Linked DNA regions of Gossypium hirsutum: region 1 is linked to region 2. Evidence: chromatin contacts called from public Hi-C data. All regions are on one chromosome and are shown on one strand. The core of a region is the stretch at or near the end of the contact, and the rest is flanking DNA. Distances in the headings are between cores, read along the strand shown.

Region 1 (5,517 bases), core at 2,398-4,897, 130 kb before region 2:
TACAGGTCAAATTCGCTTTCAAAGCTGGTGATACTTGATCTCTCTGGAAATGAACTAAAGCTCAAGCATCTTAATGTTGATGGGTAACTGCATCTTGGACAATCCCTCAAGAGTTTGGCAAATTTATCTTCTTTAGCATCTCTCTCTTGAGGCTTGTGAATTGCATGGTAAATTTCTTATTCAAGTTTTTCAACTGCCCAATCTTCAAACTGTCCATGCATCCTTCAATATGTTTCTCGTGGGAAGTTTACCAGATTTTCACAAAAGTAGTTCACTTGTATCATTGAGACTTGCCAATACAGGTTTGTCTGGTTTGCTACCAGAATCTATTGGGAATCTCCAGTCATTATCTGTCTTGGATGTTAGCTATTTCTCTTTTTCTGGAAAAATCCCTAATTCGTTGGCTAATCTTACCGAGCTTACTTCTTTGTTGCTTTACGGTAATCAGTTTTCCAACCAAATCCCATCTTGGTTAGGAAATCAATCTTCACTCTAGAGAATCTCAAAGTTCTTGATTTAGAGGAAAATAACCTGAGCCGCCTACAAAATAGAATCCTTTCTAAATCTTATAAAACTCAAGCATCTCCAATTGTCTGGTAATAATTTTTCATTACCCAACACACACATTATGAATAGTACCATCCCAAAGTTCACCATTCTAACACTGGGTTCTTGCAACTTACCTGACTTGCCGAACTTTCTTTCGAGTCAGAATGAACTGGAGTATCTAAATCTTTCTGGTAACAAGATCCATGGGGTTATCCCCAAATGGATATGGGATTTATCTTAAGAGAAAGCTTCTTACAGGTTTCCACCAACCAACTGTTGTCCCTTCGTGGACCAGTGTAAGAAAGTTGGACCTTCGTTCTAACAGGCTACAAGGGTCCCTTCCAATTCCACCCGCTTCCATTTACAAATATTTTGTCTCAAACAACCTACTCAAGGGAGAAATCTCATCAGGGATATGCAATCCGACTTCTATAACTGTACTTGACCTATCAAATAATAGCTTCAGTGGCATGCTTCCACCATGTTTTGGGAATCTAAGCAAATCTCTTTCAATTCTAAATTTTCAAAAACGACGACTTTCTTGGCCCGATTCCTCAAGCATGTGAAAAAGGAAGCCAATTAAGGGTGATTGAGCTTAGCCAAAATCTATTGAATGGATAAATCACGTTTCTTAAGTTGGGAAATAATCAAATAGAGGATACGTTTCCCTTCTGGTTGGGCAGGCTTGGCTTCAAGAGTTGAAAGTTGTCATCAACGGCACAATGGATTTCATGGTGCAATGGGAAGTCCAAAATCCAATGAGTTTCCCGAACTACGAAACATTGATCTCTCATTCAATGAATTTGTAGGTCGTTTGGCATCTCTTCATTTCCAAAGATGGAACGCCATGCAAGTTGTTGACGTTGGCAAGTTAAATTACTTGCAAGCAAACATCAGTTTTGAAGTTCCACAAAGAAATTGGAATTTTAACTCTTCATATGCAATGACAATGACAATGGCAGGCGTGAAAACAAAATACGATAAGATTCAAGAATGCTTGGTTGCCATTGATCTCTCGAGAAATAAATTTGATGGTTCAATTCTTCAATCTTTCCAACAACTTACTTTCAGGTCCACTTCCATCATTATTGGCGAATCTCATGGAACTTCAAGCTTTAGACCTTTCTCATAGCAAGCTCTATGGAGAGATTCATGAAATAACATAAGTTGATGGTGGTGAAGATTCATGGTTTGAATTTGGGTGGAAAGGAATCATGTTGGGATATGGAAGTGGGGTAGTGAATGAATTTGTCTTCTTTCTTTGTTTTTATTCTTTTTCCTTGCTTTTAGCTATGAAATATGATCCCATGTACAAGTAAGCCAACGTGGTTTATGGACGTTTAAATGTATCTATGATACTGCACTCGGCTAAGTATACTTGTTAAGGTTGCAAGAAGTTTGTGGGTTTAAATGCAATTAAACATTTAATTTATTGACATTATATATATCTATTTAAAACTTTGGAGAAATAGAAAAGTGAGATGCGCGGGTAACATATTTTACCCATGTTCATATTGATTCATCGGTAACATATTTATTTTGTTAAATAATAATTAATTATATTTTAATCAATGTTTATTATACATAATGATGCTAATTGATAAATAATAATCAGTTTCTTTTTCTTTTACATTCAAATTCTCAATTTTACAATTGCAATTATGCATCAATTGATAAATTAATTAGCATATTAAACGGAAAATAAATTGAGAAATAATGAAATAATTTTAATATTTTAATTGATATATAAACTTTATAAGTTTAAATTTATCTAAAAATAAATATTTATTTAAATCAGAAAATTAATTAGATAATTATCCATTTAATTCAACTTATATATTTATTAATATATTATCTGTAAATATTATATAATTTAAATTTAAATTTAAATTTTATCATAAAAAATTTTAAAATTTATTTATCCTATTTGGATATTTTTTGGATAACTTAAGTAAAATTAAACTGTAAGTAACATTTGTATTTAAATTTTTTTATATATTAGCCATTTGATTATAAAAATATTAATTTAATTAAATAATAAAATTAAATATAATAAATTGGATAATTACTATATTTAATAATTAAAATTTATTAAAATTTTAATTAAAAAATCATAATTTTTAAAATCCCTAATTTAAAATCTTTGACTACGTATTTATTTTCTGTTGTTATAAATAGGTGATTGCTAGCAATGGTTTTCATCCTAATATGTAGGTTTCTTAGCATTTAGCTAATCTATTTTTTTACTGCTAATTTTTTTTTTTACAATTTTAAAATTTTTTTTTTGTAATTTTTTAAATGAGAAGGAAAGGAAAGCCCGAGGCACTTACTAGAAGTTGGAAATAAAAGAGTACATGTTTAAATAAGGAAGGAAAAGTGAAAGGGTAACATTAATGTGATTATTAGAGGCAAAGAGAGTTAGAAGTGAACATTGAAAAGTCACCCTAATTAAACCATTGCCATTTATCAAATTCATAGTTGTAGCATAAGGATTTTTGAATAAAATATTTTCAATTATTTATTGGTTTATATTTTTTTTAGCAAATCATATATATATATATTCTATAATAAGATAATTTTAAAATAAGATTTATTGTATTGTATTTATATTAAATTAATTTAGTTATTTCTGATATAGTTTTTTTCGCACATTCTATTGATTTCAAGTTTTTTTTTTTAAATATTATAAGAAGGCATATTGATAAACTATCAATATTAATAAAGAATGCCATATTGTGAAGTCCAAGTCTATTCTCTGTAGCACGTTGTTGTGTTTTGTCATTTTATTCACGTTCTAGTCTACTGTTTTCAATTGAAGTGTGTTCTATTAGTGTCTTATCGAAATGGAAAAGGAACTAGCAAATCTCAATATAGAGGATGGTGAAGAAGAAGCATTGATTTTGCCTACTGATGGGGTCTCTCGAAAATAGATCTATGATTATTGTTTGGTTGGATGTTTTTTAATGCCGAGTGTAATGCACTTTCCAGCAATGAAGAATACGATGAAAAATCTTTGGCATCTATTGGGAGGAGTTCAAATCTCAGATCTGGGTGGGAAACGATATTTGCTCAAAATTTTCCATGAGTTGGACATCGAACGAGTGATCATGGGCGCTCTTTGGACTTGCAATAACCATTTACTGGTTTTTCACCGATTAAAGGAGGAAGAAGATCCAATGGAAGTTCCTCTTGTTTTTTCTGCATTTTGGATCCAAGTTCATGATCTCATTCCCGGATTTTTCTCAGAATCCATGGAAAAATTATTTGGTGACTTTATTAGAGAATTCATTGACTATGATGTGAAATAGTTAAATCGTGGGATGAAGAATTTTCTTCATATCCGGGTCCAAATAGATATTCGTAAACTGCTAAAACGACGAAAAAAATATGATCTTTCGGTCAAATTTTACTTATGTGAATTTTCAATATGAAAGATTAACTCTCTTTTGTTTCCTCTGTGGATGTCCAGGCTACGGAGATAATTTTTGTCCAAAAAGACTTATTCAGGGATTGAAGGAGATGGAAATAGGATAGGACTTAACATTGAGGGCGAACACAAGAAGGGCATCAACAATGAACAATATTTGGCTTCGTGAGGAAGATGATGCTAATTGGGGAACAATGGTGGGGCGTGAAATTCAAGGGATTTGATGAGAGGAGAATCAGGAATGGTAATGAATCCCATCTTGGGATTTAATTTGAAGGGTTACAAGATTCAAGCTGATAATATTAATACGGGTCCTTTTAATCAAATGGATCGTGTCAATATGGAAGATAGCTCGATAGAAAGTGGTGATGCGAAGAAAAGGCCGAGGTTTGAAAATGTGGATTTAGGCGTTATAAGGCACAATTCGGAGCAAATCAATGTTGAACTACAACAAAGATCGGCGGTTGCTAATAGGCAAGCTGTAACGATCTTATAGTCAGGGGTGTCAGAAAGTACATTCCCGGGACTCTGTTCCCGTAAATCAAACTCGTAAAAAGTATTTATGAAGTTAGTTGTGTAGTTAATTAGATTTCGGTTAAGTGAATATGCATGATTTAAAAGTTATTAAATTATAAGGACTAAATCGCGTATAAGGTAGAAGTTGAATTATGATTTTAAAATAGTTAAAGGGACTAAAGAAGCAATTACACCTTTGTTTCTTTAAGTGGACGACATGAATGAGTTACATTATATATTTATATGTTAACTTATTATTTTATATATATTTAAGTTATATAATAAATATATTAGTTAATGTATTAAAACAAAACAATATTTATTCATTCTTTATTTCTATACATGCAAAACTAAAGTTAAAAAAGAGAAAGAAAAGAAGAAGGGTTAATGCACGGCTACAGGGACCTTAAGGTTTAGACTTCAATCGGTTAGTTAATTTAGTTCATTTTCTTGTAATTTTTATGTTTTTGGAATCTTGGTACTTAGGGCTAGCCGTCTCGTGCTATAATTTTTAGTATTACTTAAAATTTTAGATGTTAATATTGTTGAATATTTTAAATGATAGGGATTAAATTGATAGATTTCATTGTATAAAGTGAAAAGGACTAAATAGTGAAGTTAACTCTTGATTTTGAGTTTAGGGACTAAATTGTAAAAAAATAAAATTTAGGGGTTTAATTGAGAATAGGGAGCTAAAATTAACTTAAAGTGAAATTAGTATAAAAATATAGGATTAAATGTGAAGAATAAAAATTAGTCTCGGTTTAGGTACTAAATTTGAATTTAAGAAAATATTGAGTAAAAATTTAAATATTCAATGTGAAATTGAATTCTGTTGTATTTTAATTATTTTAATTTCGTAGCTAAAGTCGTATTAGAATCCTCAACTAAAAAGGGAAAAGATAAAATCGACATTGAATAGCTTGGAATCCTCAGTTTGCATTTCTATAAATCTGAACGTAGTTGTTAATTGTTGTATTTCGATTTAATGCATATGATAAGTGGTTGAGGTGAGAATTTTGGCA
Region 2 (5,759 bases), core at 2,537-5,036:
CTTTTTGCTTGGAGTATTTGACTAGGCTGTCCATTGTTTCTTCCACAAATGAACTCTCTAGATAAAAGTTAGCATTGGCGGAATAAGCTTCTGCTGTAGATTACGGTTTTGCATCTACAACAACTGTCTTATTTGACCATTCCTGCTATACTTGAAGCACTAATGAAGAGTCGAAGAAAGCACACCATTTTGATGAATCTACAGTCATCCTAGCACCAATCACTTGGAACAGTGATCTTGACTCTATATCTTCGATGAAAAGTTGAAGTTTGAGTTTACCGAGAGCCCTTTGCCCAAGCGACTTTGCATTAACTCATCAAGAGGGACTCCCAATTCTTTTATCGTAGTTAAAAGGAGTATGTTGACAAATGAGCCATCAACAACTAAGATCCGATTGACTTTCTGCTCGCAAGCATATCCAACAACAAACAATAGCCTGTTGCGATGAGTGGATCCTCACCATAAGTCTTCGTCAAAAAAACTGATCTTTGAAGCACCAGACTGGTCACCAACTTGTAATCCTATAGTGTCAGAGTTATCTTTGTTAGGATCTGGTGTTGTTAGTGTAATTATTTTGTTATTAATATTTGTCTGGATTTATTAAGGATTATTTTTCTAAAATTATATGAAGTTTTAACTAAAATATTAAAAATGATTTTACTTTAAAAATAAATATGAGATGTTTTAATTCTATTAGTACATATTAAGCTAAATAAAAAATAATTTAGAAAATAAATATATAATTTTTAAAATTTGTATTAATCTAGTTAATTTTTAAAAAGAAATGTGAATAAATCCCAATTATTTTCTATATGTGTAGCACTAGGTGTACATGACTATAATTAATAGTTATCACAATTTGTTGAAAGAAATAAACTAATTCCATAAATATTTTAATGGAGTATATTAATAACTTTTTTTTATTTACTTGAACAAGAAAAAACAATTTGGAAGAATTTTAATATTATTAAATTTAAAAAAAAGTGTATAATAAATTAATCAAATAATCTAAAGAATGAATAATTTAAAATTTATTAAATTAAAAATACTTTTTAATACTTTTTAAAACTTTATATAATTTTAAAAAGCATCCAAAATGAATTTGGAGATATGATTATCTAGATTCTTAATTGTTTAGGACAATTTTATGTCCAGATTCATTCTGAAATTAAATTTTGAAATAAATTTTAATAATTTTATTTACCATTTTTATAAATTTTAATATTGTTTTACAAATTTATATTTTAAAAATATTAAATCTTTTTAAAATATAATTTTTTAAGTAATAAACTTGGACAACTGTTTGTCTATGTTCCTTCTGGATATATAAAATTTAAAATAACTTTTTATTTTTATAAAATTTTTGAATTTTTTATTTTTTTTACTGACATGACAATTAATACGGTAGTACCACACCAACAATTGTAGCTGATGTGGACCACATCAGTGTTGTTAACGACCCATCAATAACGTAATAATGAAAGACGAAAAACTTAATTATTACATTTTAAAATTTTAATTAAGTACTAAAGGCTTATTTGATTTTTTTGCCAAAATTTGATAACCCTTTTCAGCGAAATAAAAAGAAAATACAGACTGAAAAAACTAACCACAGGTTTAGTCTAAACAATCAACAGTGTTAGATGATTGGAATTTACATGGCACAACTTGAACACACGAGGCTAAGACGTGAAGCCAGGGCGGCATTGTTATCAAACGGATCCATTTTTTATGAGTATTAATATATATTAATATTGGTCTATTTTGATATATTCTTTAGATTTATTTTTATTTTTTAAAAGTATTTGATTTATGGATATAAAAAATATTTATAAATATCAAATAAATTTCAAATATAAAATATTTATCAAAAATAAAATTTTAGTTGAATAAGTAAAAGAAAAGATTTTAAAAATATTATGTTCAAATGTAAATTTTAAAATAAAAAAATACTCACCCATTATACAACATATTCTTTAATAAATTTCAGAATTGCAATTCATCATTAAACAAACTCAAAATAAACAAGTGAAAGTATTATTTCATAAATTAAACCCTAATACATATAAAAAACTCAAAATAAATAATAAAAAACTTAAATTTAAATTTATAATTATAATTATATATTTTCCTCAAGAAACTATTTTCCCCTCTTACCCAATTCACTTATCTGATACTGTCCTATGAACAGTTTTGGTCATGGGTCATTATCTTTGTAAGGTTTTCGACCAACCTAGATTCCTTCCCTATGGTATCTACATGATAACTTTGTTTGTTTTATTCCTCGATTATGCATGAACAAAAGCAAATGAAGGATGAGTGAATTTATAGCTAAAACCAATCTTAAAGGCAGCTGCCAAGATGATTAGCCATTTGTAACATGGTACAGACTCATATTGAGGAATGCTATTTCATTCATCAAGGTTCTTACAGCTTTCTTTGTCGAATCCTGCCATAATTTTCCACCATTCTAATCTGGGTCCTGGGCAATTAGCTATCTTCCAAAACATAGAGCTGTCCGTAACACCCAAAACCAAAATGAAGGTCATAAATCTCGGAGATTAGCTGACTTAATTTCAAGTAATGTAATAAACTTTTACATGTATTAGAAATATTTCATGTTTTTTCTCCCTGCTATTCAAACTTATCCAGTAACATGATGTTGGACAAAATTTTAGTGTTAAATCTGTTTGAAAATGTGGACTTGAAGACAAAATATTTCCATGGATCCTAAAAATTTTCTTTTACTGCTAGATTTTGGTCTAAATCAAAGAAATATTGCTCTTATTTTCTTGAAACCCAAACACTATATGTTGTCACATTAGTACCCAACCAACCAAGCATGATGAAGACTAGTCACATGATTAATTATTTCTTTCCTTACTCACCCAATCACCTTCTTTTTATGCTTAATTTCTCAGCGAACTCATATAAAAATTAACTTGGAAAAAAAGATGTCCCATGTCAGAGTTTTATCAAACAGTAAACTTTTGTCAGTATGCTAATACCAGTTTGTAAGTTGGATTAGAAGTTTCTTTGCAAAAGTAACCCATAAAACAAGGAAAGTCCAACCAGATCTCTTAACTCTTTGGAACAAGAAAAAAACCCACAAAGAAAATGTACAACCATTTGTAGCTAAAATCTTTGAAAACAATGAGTAGAGGAGATTCCATGATGGATCACTTGAAGCTAAGAGAGTGGTTAGGGAAAATATGTCATGTTGTATAGGGCATTTTGATTTAGAATCCCTTACTGGATGTAATTTCATTGTTTGTTTTTTCCAGGTCCTCTTCTGTTTACCTTTCATCTCCTTGTTTGTTTTCTTTTACATTGTTTTCCATTGTTTAAATTTTCCTCTATGGATTCAATGCAATGATCCAACTTAACATATACTTGCTACTTAATATTTAAACCTATTGACCTTGCTTATTACTTTAAACAATTCAACATTTAATGGCATTAATGCAAAAGGGGGGGGGGCCCTTCCTGCAGAAACTACAGAAAGAACCTGGCCATGTAGATACCTTCAAACAAATAAATTTGGTTTGGTTTTTTTTTTTTTACTCTGCTTGAAAAGTTCTGATTTTTTTTTCTTTTATGGGAATTGTTACCCAAACCAAACCCAACGCCAAAGTTGAAAACAATATATGCAAGTTACAAAAGTCATTAAAGAAAAAGGGCACAGCATCGGTTCCAGTTCTTTTTGCCTTGGCTCTTTTCTCTTGGCCTCTTCCTCCTCCCCTTTCGATTCTCTCTCTCTCTCTCTCTCTCTCTCTCTCTCTCTCTCGTTAACCCCAAATCTTTACTCCCTCTAATTCATCCATGCTGTAAATAAAATTTTAATAAGATTTCATGTTTTCTCGTCGTTGATAATAAATTTAATATATCCACAACCAATACAAATACAGTGCAGTAAAGGATTCTAATTTAAATATTTGTTCAACGTGCAACTCATATTCTAGTATAAATTCTACCAACTCTTACCAAATTCTATATGTACAGAAATGAAAATTGAAAAAGAAAATCTTAAGTTGTGTCAAAAACCCAGAAAGAAAAACAGAAAAATCTCTCTTGTTTGTCTTTAAGTCTGTCTCTATGTCTCTTTCCCAAATACAAACACAATCTTTTTTCTTTTCCCTCTGAAGTCAAATCCCTTCAACTTTACGTTACACCTATAGCAGTGATAGCATTTCTCCTCCATATTAACCCATCATTATTTTTCCTTTGCCCCTCAACTTCTCAACGCTATCTCTTTCTTTTCTTATCTTTAACAATGGTGCAAACCCACCACTGTGAAGACCACGAGACAGTCGGAGAGAACAAGGAAAAAAGACCCAAGTTCTTTATCAATGACCACGTAGACATCCTCATAGAAATCCTCAAACGCCTCGACGGCCGTTCCCTTTGCGTCGCCGCCAGCGTCTGCCGTCTCTGGTGCACCATTGCTCGCAATGACTCCCTCTGGGAAAACCTCTGCTTCCGCCACGTGTCTCCTCCACCTTCCAGCGTCCGTTCCGTGGTTCTTGCCCTGGGCGGCTACAAACGCCTCTACACGGGTTGCGTGAGACCGGTGCGGAGCCGACTTGGACGAATGAGGAAAGCCTCCTGGGCTGGCGACGAGGTCCAGCTCTCGTTGTCTTTGTTTTGCGTTGATTATTACGAAAGGCTTGGTGGAAGTAATAGCAACGGGAGGCTCGTCGGGGAATCGTCACCATCGTCGCTAATGTTCCTTTGCAAGCCTGTTAACGTTTGATTTTTCATCGCCTTATCTTACTTTTGTTTTCAATTTATTATACCTTGAAAGTGAAAACTATCATAAAATTCTTTATACTTTTTTTTTTTTTGGTTATAATTAATTATCTATGAATTGTTACTAGATTTGTCACTAGTGAAAATTCAATAAGTTCCTTTTTGCTATCGGGTTTTTTTCCTCTTCTTTTTTTTTTCTTTTCTATTATGGTTATATTACCTAAAAAATGTAATTTTAATTTTATAAATCATTAAAAATAAATATAATTATTATAGTTTAAGGAATAATATCACTTTTGCTACCTATATTTTTATAAATGTTCAATGTATTACATGTTCTTTGAAAACATCTAATGTGGTGTCTGAACCATCAATTTGTATATTATTTGGTACATCTAATGTGGTACTTATACTTTAAAAATGTTCAATGTGGCATATGAACTATAAATTTGTGTATTATTAAGGTATCCGATGTTAACATCCTTAATAGTTGCTAAATCAACCAATAAAAATTTGACACCTGATTTTTTTTCTTCAAATCATCAATATAACATTATGTGAAAAGTTAAATAAAACAAGAAATTTGAAATAGAATTAAAATAAAAACAAATAATTAAATCTAAACAACATAAATTAAAAACCAATTTCATTGCTTGAGATTTTTCTCAAGAAGATTTGAAGAGCAAAGTGGTAATAGGTTTGGGCATGTAATTTTTAAATCAAAATTTCTCCTATTTTTATTAAAATCCTAAATTTAAAAAAATTGAAATATATAGAAGCTAAAATTTCCCAAAAACTATGTCTCTTGCTTGACTTATTGAGCTTAAACGGGGTTGAATAACTTGATTTCATCTACCATGACATTCTCAAAATTTTGCTTCTAAACTGTTGAATTTTAATTGGTTGGATTAGCATTCATTAATGGTGTTAATTTCAGGTATCATAATAATATATAAATTAATAGTTTGGATGCCACATTGAACAATTTCAAAGTATAAATACCAAATGTG

The links. A called contact is a pair of places that touch in the nucleus more often than the background predicts.
Region 1: a contact with region 2 is called in a Hi-C map of fibers, with 2.1 times the contacts expected there. The contact joins the enhancer-like site here to the promoter of LOC107956791 in region 2. A contact is called at or near these places in 10 of 34 Hi-C or Micro-C datasets (anther, callus, cotyledon and 4 more).

Annotation. Positions count from the first base shown.
Region 1 is chrD07:52,193,056-52,198,572 of Gossypium_hirsutum_v2.1, reverse strand. No RefSeq gene overlaps it. Among protein-coding and RNA genes, the nearest start is that of LOC107954944, 43 kb to the left of the region's middle. Within about 2 kb of position 3,647, at least 2 of the 9 cell types and tissues checked have an H3K27ac peak or open chromatin away from gene starts, as enhancers often do. A contact at or near this core is called in fibers, where this site is marked.
Region 2 is chrD07:52,067,046-52,072,804 of Gossypium_hirsutum_v2.1, reverse strand. It overlaps LOC107956791 (F-box protein SNE), which reads left to right and starts at 3,786. Exons shown (of 1, transcript XM_016892309.2): 1 at 3,786-4,851. The coding sequence starts at 4,274. The coding sequence ends at 4,753.